Regions from separate parts of the Danio rerio genome. Here region 2 is linked to region 1. The links are chromatin contacts, called in public Micro-C maps. All regions are on one chromosome and are shown on one strand. Each heading gives the region's core, a stretch centred on a gene start, on an enhancer-like site or on the middle of the called end of the contact. The rest is flanking DNA. Distances are from core to core; before and after follow the strand shown.

Region 1 (5,832 bases), core at 1,117-3,616:
AAGATTAAATATTTGTACCCGAATGTCACTTCCAGGCAACGTGGCTATGCCGTCCTTCCAGTCTAGAGCACTCATCATGTCAAAATCACCTCCTGTGGCAGGGCCATCACTTACAGATGTCTCTGCCATCTTTTTCTGTAAAACATAAATGAGACCTGAAATAAAAATGTAGTGTTACAACACAGACAGTGACATGAGTGTCGGCAAACACTGTAATGACCAACCTTTAGTGATTAGGAAAATGGTGATATTAAAATCGACCAATTCCAAAAAAATTTTTTTTTTTTTTAAAGCCAGTACAAGACACATTAGCAGATAAATAAAAATTGTGATAAGTTTTGAGCCTGATACAAAATTGATCAACAAATCAAATGATTAATAAATTCAGAATTCTCATTTTTTTTGACTCAATCTTTTGCAATTTTTGCATTAAAAAAACTATTTTTATTTATGTAGACTAAAAATAATAACCCTCTAAATTAAAATGCTTTAAATAATTTCTGAAAAATAAAAGCATTACAACTACATTTTAATAGCTGTATTTCTTAAGGGCTCTATCAAACTACTGAATTTACATTACTTTTCCAGACATTTATGATTTAGTAGCTAACACTATCGATAAAATATAAGGCAAAAAAACAAATATATGCTGGTTCAAATATTTGTCCATGTATCCAAAACTGAAGGTCGTCAAATAAGAAAACAAACCCGGTAAGGCATTATCATGACATTTGTTGCTTCAAATATCGCTTGTCTTGTTTTTAATCACATAAGTTGTTGTTAAATGTTGAGCACCTCTTGGTGTTTATAGATAACCAACTGCATTTTGGGTCTCAAATATGTGCTGTGATTATGCTAGATAACTTTAAACGCAATATAATGTAAGAATATGATATAATTAGTGAATCATCACTGCTATTTGATAATAATAATTCTTGAAAACAATGACCACTGCACCAAGTCTGCACGTCAGCGATCTTCAAAGGCCTGATTATAATCACTTCCATGTGGCAAGTGTCGGAAAATGCACCAATACTTTTTAAGCACTACACAAGCAGATATCGTTTAAGCAATCAAAGATATCGTTTTCAATCATGAAAACGCTTCGAAAACATTGTTTGTCTGTGGATGATGAAACGACCGCAACTCAGGTTTACGAAACAACTGTGCGTCGCTTGTAATTCCATCTAATCCCGCTGGAGGGCGACTAGTGCTTACAGTACGGATTACACCAAGCACTTTCAGAAGGACAAAAATATGTATTTCAACATAGTTGTTATGTTAATTTGTACGAGCTAGTCATGTATACAGACTCGTACTGACACAATTAAACTACTTTGCTGCTTAGTCATGAATAAAACCGACGAAAAGTAAAGTTAGAAGAACAAGTTCGGCTTTTCCTTGTTTTAAAAGATTCTCCTTAAATCTGTGCTTTAAAAGCGGGCGGATGATCGCATAGACAAGTCAAAACGTGCGTACCCGCGATGAATTTGTTTTTAAATAAGAAATTGGTCATTTAAGTGCGTTATCATTCGTATACAACAAGCACTACTGTAATAACGTTCTTGACCTGTCGTTTATCATAAATCAAAATTGCATCCAAATCTCAGACTGTACAGTAACGGCACCCGGCAAACATCACATAAAAGGTCATCAGGTTTATTAAAAAACATTGTTTGAATATTTCAAGTGATGCCAGAATTTATTCCGAGCATAAATAAAGTGCAATGCGCGAGCGCCCATTATTAGCATTCGACTGACACACAAAATGGCGGAGCATAGCAAAGGGCCGCCGACACGTTTAAAGTATGTAAATTATAACAGTTCTCTGGACTGTTTCGCGTCGCTCAGACCTTCAACTAACCCTGGAAGGCCAAGTGTACAACTTGTTTTATTAAAACGCAATGTTTTCCCCTCCGATAAGAAACTCCTTACTTTCCCCTTGTCACGGAATGTCGTTAGCCCTACTGATAGCCCTGGCTAGCTGTAACATTAGCAGGGCAGCCTACAATAAACCAAATCAACAGTTTCACGTGCTTATCCGAAAGAAAAACATTCCCCGAGATACTTTGGATAAGTTGCCATTCATCCTGATATAAAAATAACAATTCGGCTGCACGCAGACACGAGGAAATAAAGAAATGCATGCTTTTAATTTCTTCTGCACAAACTTGTCACTTCTATTTATCTTTACGCTTTTTAAAGGTCGTTAAAAATCGCCGCAGTGGTTGAAAACTGTTAAACAACAAACGCACTCTGTGTTAGTATCGTTGTTTACTGCGTGGGTGACGACACGAACGTCATATTTATTGATAAACGTGCAACTCACCTCGTTTCTCTCTTAACTCTTATTTAGAGCTGGATGGCGGCGTTACTGCGCATGCGCCGATTCATATGTGTCGTCCAACTTCTATAGCCTCTATAAACTTCATCGCAACGTTTGTTTGTGAAGGATGCTCTTCATGATGCAAACAGTTAGACGAACTGAAGCACCTAGAGTCCTTACGTGACCCCAGAATTCGCTTAATCAGTGCGTGTTGCTCTAAGAAGGCCTTATATTAAAGATATAGTATGTGGTATTTGAATCTCCTTACGGTTTTGACGCTCTTAAAACAAAAGGAGTCCGCTTTATTCAAATGGGATCACTAATAGTTGTGTTTAATGTTTAATGTAACCTTGCAAGTGCGCGTTCACAGTAACGTGCTGTTGTTTTTAAAGTGTGAATTTGTAGCTCTTCTGTTTAGTCTTGGTATGGTGATCCTATGATTTGATTTCCTGTAACTATCACGTGTTCAGGTTTTACGCAGCAAATCTTTTTTTTTTAGCAAAAGGAGTATTACGGTCATATGTCTGATAATAAACAGAGAACTAGATATTATTCGCGAACCAACAGCGTTTCAACCATTAAAACGGAAGTTCATAATGTTCAAATACAATGTTTTAACAGCCGCATTGTGCAGAGAAAGTGCCGTGAAGGAAGAAAGCAAAGACACCACAAGATGGCGCTGTGAGCTTAAAAATTGACATTAATGTTGCGAGGTGAGTGTGGAGGAGCAGGAGAGACTGATAATGAGCTAAGAAAAATATTTAATTACTCAAACATAAGAATGTATGTAAATAAATTGCACTTGACGTTTGTCAAATGCTTAAAATAAAATTTAAAGTGTGCATTTAAATGATTTATTAATACTTTTTATTATTTCATAAATTCACGTTATTAAACAAGATGAAATAATTTAAATTAAAATGTGTATATGTATTTATAATTTAAAATAATAATGCATTGTTTTATTGTTTTATTAAATTACATTTATAAATGTTTATTATTTTGTCATTTAAAAAATTATTAATGTACTTTATATAGAATTTGTTTGATCAACGTTTTAAAACATTAATTATTTAGTATCTGTTTATGTCTGTTTAGTAATGCAAAAATACATTGTTATGTATGTTTTTTTAATGCATTGTTTTATTGAATGACATTTAAACACAAATTAAATACATTTAAATGCCTACTAATTTACCTATTTAAAGATGAATTATGGTGATGTAGTGGCGCAGTAGGTAGTGCTGTCACCTCACAGCAAGAAGGTCGCTGGTTCAAGCCTCGACTGGGTCAGTTGGCGTTTCAGTGTGGAGTTTGCATGTTCTCCTGCGTTTGCGTGAGTTTCCTTCGGGTGCTCTGGTTTCCCCCACAGTCCAAAGACATGTGAATTGAGTAGGCTAAATTATCTGTAGTGTATGAGTGAGTGTGTGTGGATGTTGTGTGTGTGTGTGTGTGTGTGTGTGTGTGTGTGTGTGTGTGTGTGTGTGTGTGTGTGTGTACATGCATACATTTGAAGTCAGAATTATTAGCCCCATTTAATTATTTTTGAAATATTTCCCAAATGATGTTTAAAACAGCAAGGAAATTTTCACAGTATGTCTGATTTTTTTTTTTCTTCTTGTTTTATTTGTTTTAATTTTTTTAAACACCATTTTAAGGCCAAAATTATTAGCCCCTTTACGCAGGTTTTTTTTTTTTTTTGATTGTCTGCAGAACAAACCACTGTTATTCAATGACTTTGCTAATTACCCTTACCTGTCTAGTTAACTTATTTAAAATAGTTAAGCCTTTAAATGTCACTTTAAGCTGTAGAGAAGTGTCTTAAAAAATATCAAGTCAAATATTTTTACTGTCACCAGGGCAAAGGTAAATCAGTTATTAGAAACGAGTTATTAAAAAATTATGTTTCAATTGTGTTTAGAAATGTGTTGGAAAAAATCTTCTTTCCGTTAAACAGAAATTGGGGAAAAAACAAACAGGGGGCTAATAATTCGGGGAACTGATATTTCTGACGTCAAATGTATATATATATATATATATATATATATATATATATATATATATATATATATATATATATATATATATATATATATATATATATATATATATATATATCGGGTATTTATTTATATACATTTTATAAGCGAATTATTACATTTAATGAACTGATTCTTTATTTTATTTTTAAGTGTTATTTCTGGCCTTCTATTGTGGAGCATGTTGTTTGGTTGAAGCCAAACTCAGAAACTATAATGTCAATGTGATTTATAAAAATAACATGAACACTCAAAACAGCTGAAGATTAATTTCGATGGTCCACTGATGACAGCTGTTACAAAATCATTGCAGGACAGCGTTTGCACAACAACGAAGAGTAGACCTAATGTTTCTTATGTAAACATAACTTTTATTTAAAACAAATTATCGAATACACAGACCTTTCATAACAAAACATATCCCATAAACGTGCATTGGCTTTAAATGACTGATTCTTTCTACCACGATCTTGACAGACTTTCATCACACTTCCCAGTTCCATCTTCAATCAATACATTTGCAGTTTATAATTCAGATTTAAAACTCTTTCCCTTTTATAGCTCAATATATTTCTTAAAGTCTTTTTCATCCTGCAGTCTCATTTTATCACAGTCAGAACGCCACTCAAATTGTGTTTCTGTTCAAATCAATTGTTTGTTTTATCAAATATATATTAAATAGGATTTTAAAAAGAATTAAATAGCATATGAATGTTTGCAAAACACAGTCAGTTTTGATAGAAACGTTGTAGTGTGCAAATGCATTGGTCCAGCTAACCTAAAAAAATGAACTGTGCTTCAGTGTTTGCAAAAGTTAAAAGTCATTAGAATCTTTTTTGGACAAAATGTCTATTGGTCTGACAGAATTCTGTCTTAGTGTCCACGCGTGAGTGAGAGAATGTTTTCATTGATGAAGGTGAAGCCAGGAAAGTTCGCTCCGTGATCCTCACAGGCTCCGAGTGAGTGTGGAACAGGAAGTTCAGTAAACCGAGGGTCAATGTTCGTGAGGTCACCAGGGCCAGACTGAAATAAAGACATTCAGTACAAATGATTAACACAGTAACCAAGAGAAACTGTTTTTACTTCTGTGGAAAACAAATTTAGATATTTTGATGAATGTTTTGACAATCCATTGACAATTTAGACCCCGTTGACTTTCACTGTATGGATAAAAAACCCTGACATTTCGAAGAATGTTTTAATTAATACAGTAAAAGTCAACCTATTAGACCCCTATTTTTCTAAATATATTTTGATTAAAAATGTTGTCCAAACAGTGAAAGTGTACCTGTTGATTTTTTTGTATTAAAAGAATTGGGTATGATACATTTTCTGTTTATTATTTTTAAGTGAACAACCTAAATAAAGACAAATATCTAGTAAAAAAGAAAAAAACTCACCAGTACAGGAACATAAGGAGGCTGGATCTTCTTTGCAACAAGTTCATCCCACTGAATAGGTGAGAAG
Region 2 (5,832 bases), core at 2,147-4,646, 290 kb after region 1:
CTTTGACAGTCTCTCATGGTCCACCATTCCAAACTCATTACTCCCCACCGCATGCCTAATCAAATGTGTAGCTGCATTTTGGTCCTCAAAGGTGGAGGAGATGCGAGCCTTTCTCTCCTGCAACAATCCCTGCATCTGACCCAGGGTCACCTTAAAACCACCAACACTGACCGGCAGCTGCTGGTGCACCCCGGTGAGATGCTCCCCCACAATCCTCACCACCTCCTGCCTGTGCAGTGTTTCCCACAGCCCGTCCGAGCCCAGCACCAGAAAACGATCCTGAGGACGAAGGCGGTGTCGAGTAACCTCAGGCTCTGCTGTAAGGTAGGGTGGCGTGTGGTAGTTGGGTGGGATAAACTTGGCGTGCTCATTCTCATGGAGCTGATCCGGTCCCGACTCCAGAACACGTCGCTGCAGCTCGATGCTCCACTTGAATTTAACATCTCCAAAGGCTCGAAATGGCATGAGTAACCCTAACAGCCGATCCTGCTTCACAACAGTTTTGGCCTCAGAGTGCGGGTGCTCTGACCGTACACGCTGAACCTCAGATTCATTCTGCGCATTGTGGTCATTGGTGAGCGTGAGAGCAGAAAAAGAGCCATCGGGTTCTTGAACACCCAGGACTGCACGTCCATCTCCAGTGTTGGCAACATGGAGCTCGTTACCATCAATGTGTGCAACACATGCCGTAGCGCCTGAGAATGCCACACGAAGCACCCAGTAGTGCAAGAACGCATTTGGGTCACCAACTTGTGCTTCCAGGGAGATGTCATTGTCCAACCTTTTAAAGGCAGTCACAAGAGCTTCCGCAACCTCAGGTTGCTCCCCAGGAACGCTCAGATCCAGGAGCTCCTGCCAGTAAGTGCGCAGGCTGGAGAAGTAAAGGCGTGAGGCTTCTTTGCTGAAGTAGTCGTTGGGATGCTTGTGCCATTGTAGAATGGGGTGAAGAGGTCTTCCGTTCTCCACTGCGTTCTCAAGCTCGATCAATGTCTCATGTGGGAGCAATGAAACCGCGATATAATAGAAGAGCCGCTCGCTGAGTGCCTGAGCACAAGCACAGCCGGCGTGGCCATCAAATACGCCATAAAGCATTCCACGTGTTTGGAGGCACGTTGCTGCACTTCGCCGATCCTCAATGGGTGCGTTTGCTGGCAGCTGATTACTGTCAAAACCCATGACCGAGCTGAGGTTCTTGCCATCAAACTCAGGAACTTTGAAGTTGTACTCATTAGCCTTTAGGATGCTGTTAACCTGAGGTGGAGTCAGGTAGTAGGTGTGCCTTGCAGGTGAGGTCCTGTATCCCCGTGACTGGAACCGCCATCTTTGATCAGAGATGTGTGTCTGAGCTGCACTGGAACAGGGATGAGGAGTCTGAATGCAGATTTGGCATGTTATGGCTGGCACAAAGATCTGACCAAATCTCCTGCCATGGATGACCCTGAAAACCTGGGAGGTAGCAGCCATAATAATTTGACTTTACCCTCGAAGGACCTGCAGGAAAACCATAGCTTATTTACAAAATGAAACAAAATTCATTTTTCACTCTCTGTTTGAAATGTAGATTATTAAACCATTTTCAGATTCACAATTAAAATAGGTTTGACATCATTTTTTTCAAGTTCATGGCATAAAAGTCTGCAATTTATATCGCAAGTCTTCAGAAGATTAGTCTCATTGATCAAGACAAGGCTAAGGTCACGGCATGGAAAAGCCATTCCGTTCAGGATGGGAGAGTGACCTAAGGCTATTTATAGTCCAATGCTACTACATTCTTGGCATTGGAGACACTGACTGTCCTACTGGCCTGTTACTGTCTCCTGTAACATTTAGCTATTACATAAAGCAAAACTATTCTGTTTTATTAGTCACTATTTGTTAAAATGCAAGTGTTCATAAAAACAATTCCATTCAATTCAGGTTTGCAACATATTTAAAATAATTTCCGTTGTGTAATTTGCCTTCAACTTATTTTTATTTTAGCGTTTTGAGCTGCATTCTCTTCTTTCAGCTACTACAGTAATTTCAAGATGACATGTGGCATTATATGTAGTTCTTTATGTCTTAGTCAGAAATATGCATTTAAAGACTTAACATAATGCTAAGTAGTATTTAGTGATAATTACAACTTCCCCTAGTACATAAATGCATTTTACTAGTTGGAATCTAATAATTATGGTCATTCCAATATGGCATTAACACAAATTTATGTGTATATTTACAGTTTAACTTTTCTTGTAATATACCATTAAAAACATCCACACCATGTAATAACTTATGCAATTACAAGATGACAACACATGATGTTCTCGGAGATGTTCTTCATCTTCAAAATTATGCATTCATGGCAACACTATTAATGAATAAAATTGCCTAAATTAACCTGTAAAAAGCAGGGTTTATTTTAATTAGGAGGATTTCAAGATACTAAAGACTTTTTTTCTGCACTAAAACTTGCACAGATTAAAAGTTCACCTCTGGAACGACAATATAGGCTTACAAAGAAGTGTCAATATAAAATTCCCAATGACTCTAATTTAAGAATTGTATTTAGAATTTAGTGGCACTGATGCCAAATTTAGTTTCCCAGTGATGGGTTGCAGATGAAAGGGCATCCGCTTCCTAAAAACATATGCTGGATAAGTTGGCGGTTGAATGATGCCAAATTTAATCTAAATATTGTGATTACCGGAAAATTTGGAACTTATATTACAATTACTTTTACTTTTAAGATCTTCAATTCCAATTGGTTTTCTCTTTTAAAAACAGAAATACATCAAGTATTCAGCCAGAATGGATACAGGGAGGTAGTGGCAAACACTAAAAACACGTTTTATGTCGTTCTAATTAAGGAGCTAGTTTGAATGCGATGAGCTGTGCAGCATGCTAAATACCGTATCATGTGTCAACGTATTTCCCCTTAACGACAGTCCCAAAAAGAGAAAAGGCTCAGTGTAGTACTACGCCCCATCCACATCGGACCAGCCAGCCAGCATAGCTACAGCCCATACTCGCTACTAAGTTGCCATATTGTTTACATTTGGGCACAGCGACATACCAAACAATCAGTAGCAATCACCACACAGAAATGCAATTCGATAACTGCGCGTGTATTTAAAGTGGACAAAACTTTTTTAGATAGTGCAAGTGTTGTAATCCAAACCCGTTTAACTGTGTGGCTATAACGCAGACAAGTATCAAACGCCAGTGCGACTAAATTCCGCCGTTTGGAATCCATTGCACATCTTCGTCAAGAGAATTGCATACGCGACTCTGCAGCAAAACAAAACCTGCGAATTCTTACCTGAGGATATCAGTGGGCGACTGAGTTTGTGGTCAGTGTTTGATCAGACTACATGAGTTCATACACACTAACACCCCGCCTGCATCTCTAGAGCCTAGCTCGCCTCCACACCCACCGCTATACGTAGCTGCCTCGTCATAAGAGGTGTCCTTTTTAACCTTTTATTTTCCGTCTCATTTAAAATTCTGCATAAATTTGACCCTGCAAAACATTTTCTTTACAGGTTTAGACAGGAAATTGATAAAAACTGTTAATTTTGTTTAACACAGCCAAAAACGGTACCGCATTGTCAATTCTCAGAAAAAATATTCAACATCTCCAAATTCATAATCTACAAATTATTGCCAAATTTTCGTTTAGAATACCAACGTGTTATTTTTGGATTTTTGAACTGTAACAAAAATTGAGAAGGAAGCTCATGTTATTAAACGTTTGATAATATGTACAAAGTAGGCCAACCATAAAACAGATGCAAATTTAATAACCAATAACATTTATACTGCTATACTAAAGAATTAGAACATTACGAACAAATTAAGCAAAGCACTATTAAGCCATTAAAGCTGTTTTACTTGAAACCTCTAAGATCATGCAATCCCACAAGGCATTTACCCTTTCTTAGTATACACATATATTTATTTGTCTTACTTATATTTTCTTTTTTGTACACTCTTGATCCTTCCTTCTTTCTTTCTTTCTTTCTTTCTTTCTTTCTTTCTTTCTTTCTTTCTTATTTTTTGTATAGTTCTGTACTTTGTTCCTTAAGCATTAATAAAAAAATAAAAACTTTTATTTTCCGGTGGACACAGAAATCAGTTCTAATCACTGTGAGATCATTATATGCTTTCAGCACATGGGTTGACTGCGTTTTGTTCAATTGGCTTTGGAGAACTAAAGTAAAAAAAAAAGTGCTGTTTTGCAGACATATATTCTAAATAAGAAGTTAAGAACTAGGGAACATAAGTAATTTTATGTGTGCAAGACCTACTATTATGAACCCAGACCACACCAAACAAATTATTATGCCCATACATTCTGATTATTTTTCAATGTTGATGATCTACATTTTTTGTATTGATAGGGAAAACCACGATGATCAGGATTATACTTTGGTGGTCCCAATTTTATTGTGATTTTCAATATATTGTAATGTATGTGATGATAAATTGTAATATAGCCTTTTCCAAATTTGAATGATATTTGGCAATATTTGTTTTATCTAACAGAAACATTTCTCCGTTTAGCTCACATAAATTTCATTACTGCACCACAAAATAGTTTTTTTTAAGCCGACAAACTGACTGATGTTTTATTGAAAACCTGTCATAAATGTTGCATGCATCTTCCCGAAATGGCATCATCTTTATTTTACTAACTTACTCCACGCTGAGGGTGACCCTGCTCAAAAGGTTCAACACAGCCATCCAGTGGATTGTAATGAAATTAATTTTAATAACCAACCAAACAGTAAAATAAAATGAAAAATTGCTGATTTATTGATATGGGGAAAATACTGTGAGGGCTGTATCTATATTTTCCCCCACCTCTTTCCTATCAAAAAAGGTGTGGAAGGCCCACAATGAGAATGCATGAAGAGTGTCAGCCATCATCATCAGCCATATACTTTGATAGTTAGGAAGGAGGGAGAATTGGATAAATATGCATAGAAATGCAAAATAATCTAAACTCCTGATAAAAAGGAAGCACAAAGTGAAAGAATTCATTAATTTATTTTCTTTTTCGACTTAGTCCCTTTATTAATCAGGGGTCGCCACGGCGGAATGAACTGCCAACATATCCAGCATATGTTTTATACAGCAGATGCCCTTCCAGCTGCAACCCATCACTGGGAAACACCCATACACCCTCATACACTACGGACAATTTAGCTTACCTAATTCACCTATAGCGCATGTCTTTGGATTTCTGGGAGAAACCGGAGCACTGGAGGAAACCCACGCCAACATGGGGAGAACATGCAAACTCCACACAGAAATGCCAACTGACAAAATCACAGCATTAAACACAAAGAATTGTACATTAATTGTGTAATGTATTTAGAGATTTCTTTTATTGCTGAATTATTTTTTATTTTGTGCAAAAATGTTAGATATGGCCGTGTTAACCATTAAAATGCTTCTCTATTTCAGAGTTTTGTATGTTTGGATTGGAACAAAAGGCTCTTCTGTTGTAGTTTATTTTCCTGAGCTAATTAAAAGCACAAATAAAACGTTTTATAAGAGTCACATGAATCTACTCTCCATAGTGGTTTTCAAAAACTCACCCTTTTACAAATGCCACCATGTGACACACAAATATCTAAAAGTTGTCAGTAAAAATTGTACAACGTGATCAAAAAGGAATTGATAAATTCAGTTATTCAGTATCTGTGGAGAATCCTGCCCCAATGTGTCGTGACATCTAAAGTTAAGTTATCTTCTTCAAATTTGGGTGTTGCTGGAATGGATAAACAATATTATTTTAACGATATTATTTAAATTAACGAAACACTTAATTTATAAGCAAGTTAG

What was found. A called contact is a pair of places that touch in the nucleus more often than the background predicts.
Region 2: a Micro-C map of caudal fin shows a contact between it and region 1, with 5 times the contacts expected there. The contact joins the promoter of pdp1 here to the promoter of l3mbtl1b in region 1. A contact is called at or near these places in 3 of 18 Hi-C or Micro-C datasets (caudal fin, embryo and hematopoietic stem cells) and 1 of 4 datasets of contacts at active chromatin or transcription factors (embryo).

The regions. Positions count from the first base shown.
Region 1 is chr16:29,648,793-29,654,624 of GRCz12tu, forward strand. l3mbtl1b (L3MBTL histone methyl-lysine binding protein 1b) reads right to left here and starts at 2,367. Exons shown (of 22, transcript XR_012392111.1): 1 at 2,256-2,367; 2 at 19-135. It overlaps sgk2b (serum/glucocorticoid regulated kinase 2b), which reads right to left. Exons shown (of 12, transcript NM_001076564.1): 11 at 5,766-5,832; 12 at 4,716-5,388. The coding sequence ends at 5,239.
Region 2 is chr16:29,940,451-29,946,282 of GRCz12tu, forward strand. pdp1 (pyruvate dehydrogenase phosphatase catalytic subunit 1) reads right to left here and starts at 3,397. Exons shown (of 2, transcript NM_001111158.1): 1 at 3,302-3,397; 2 at 1-1,491. The coding sequence starts at 1,464.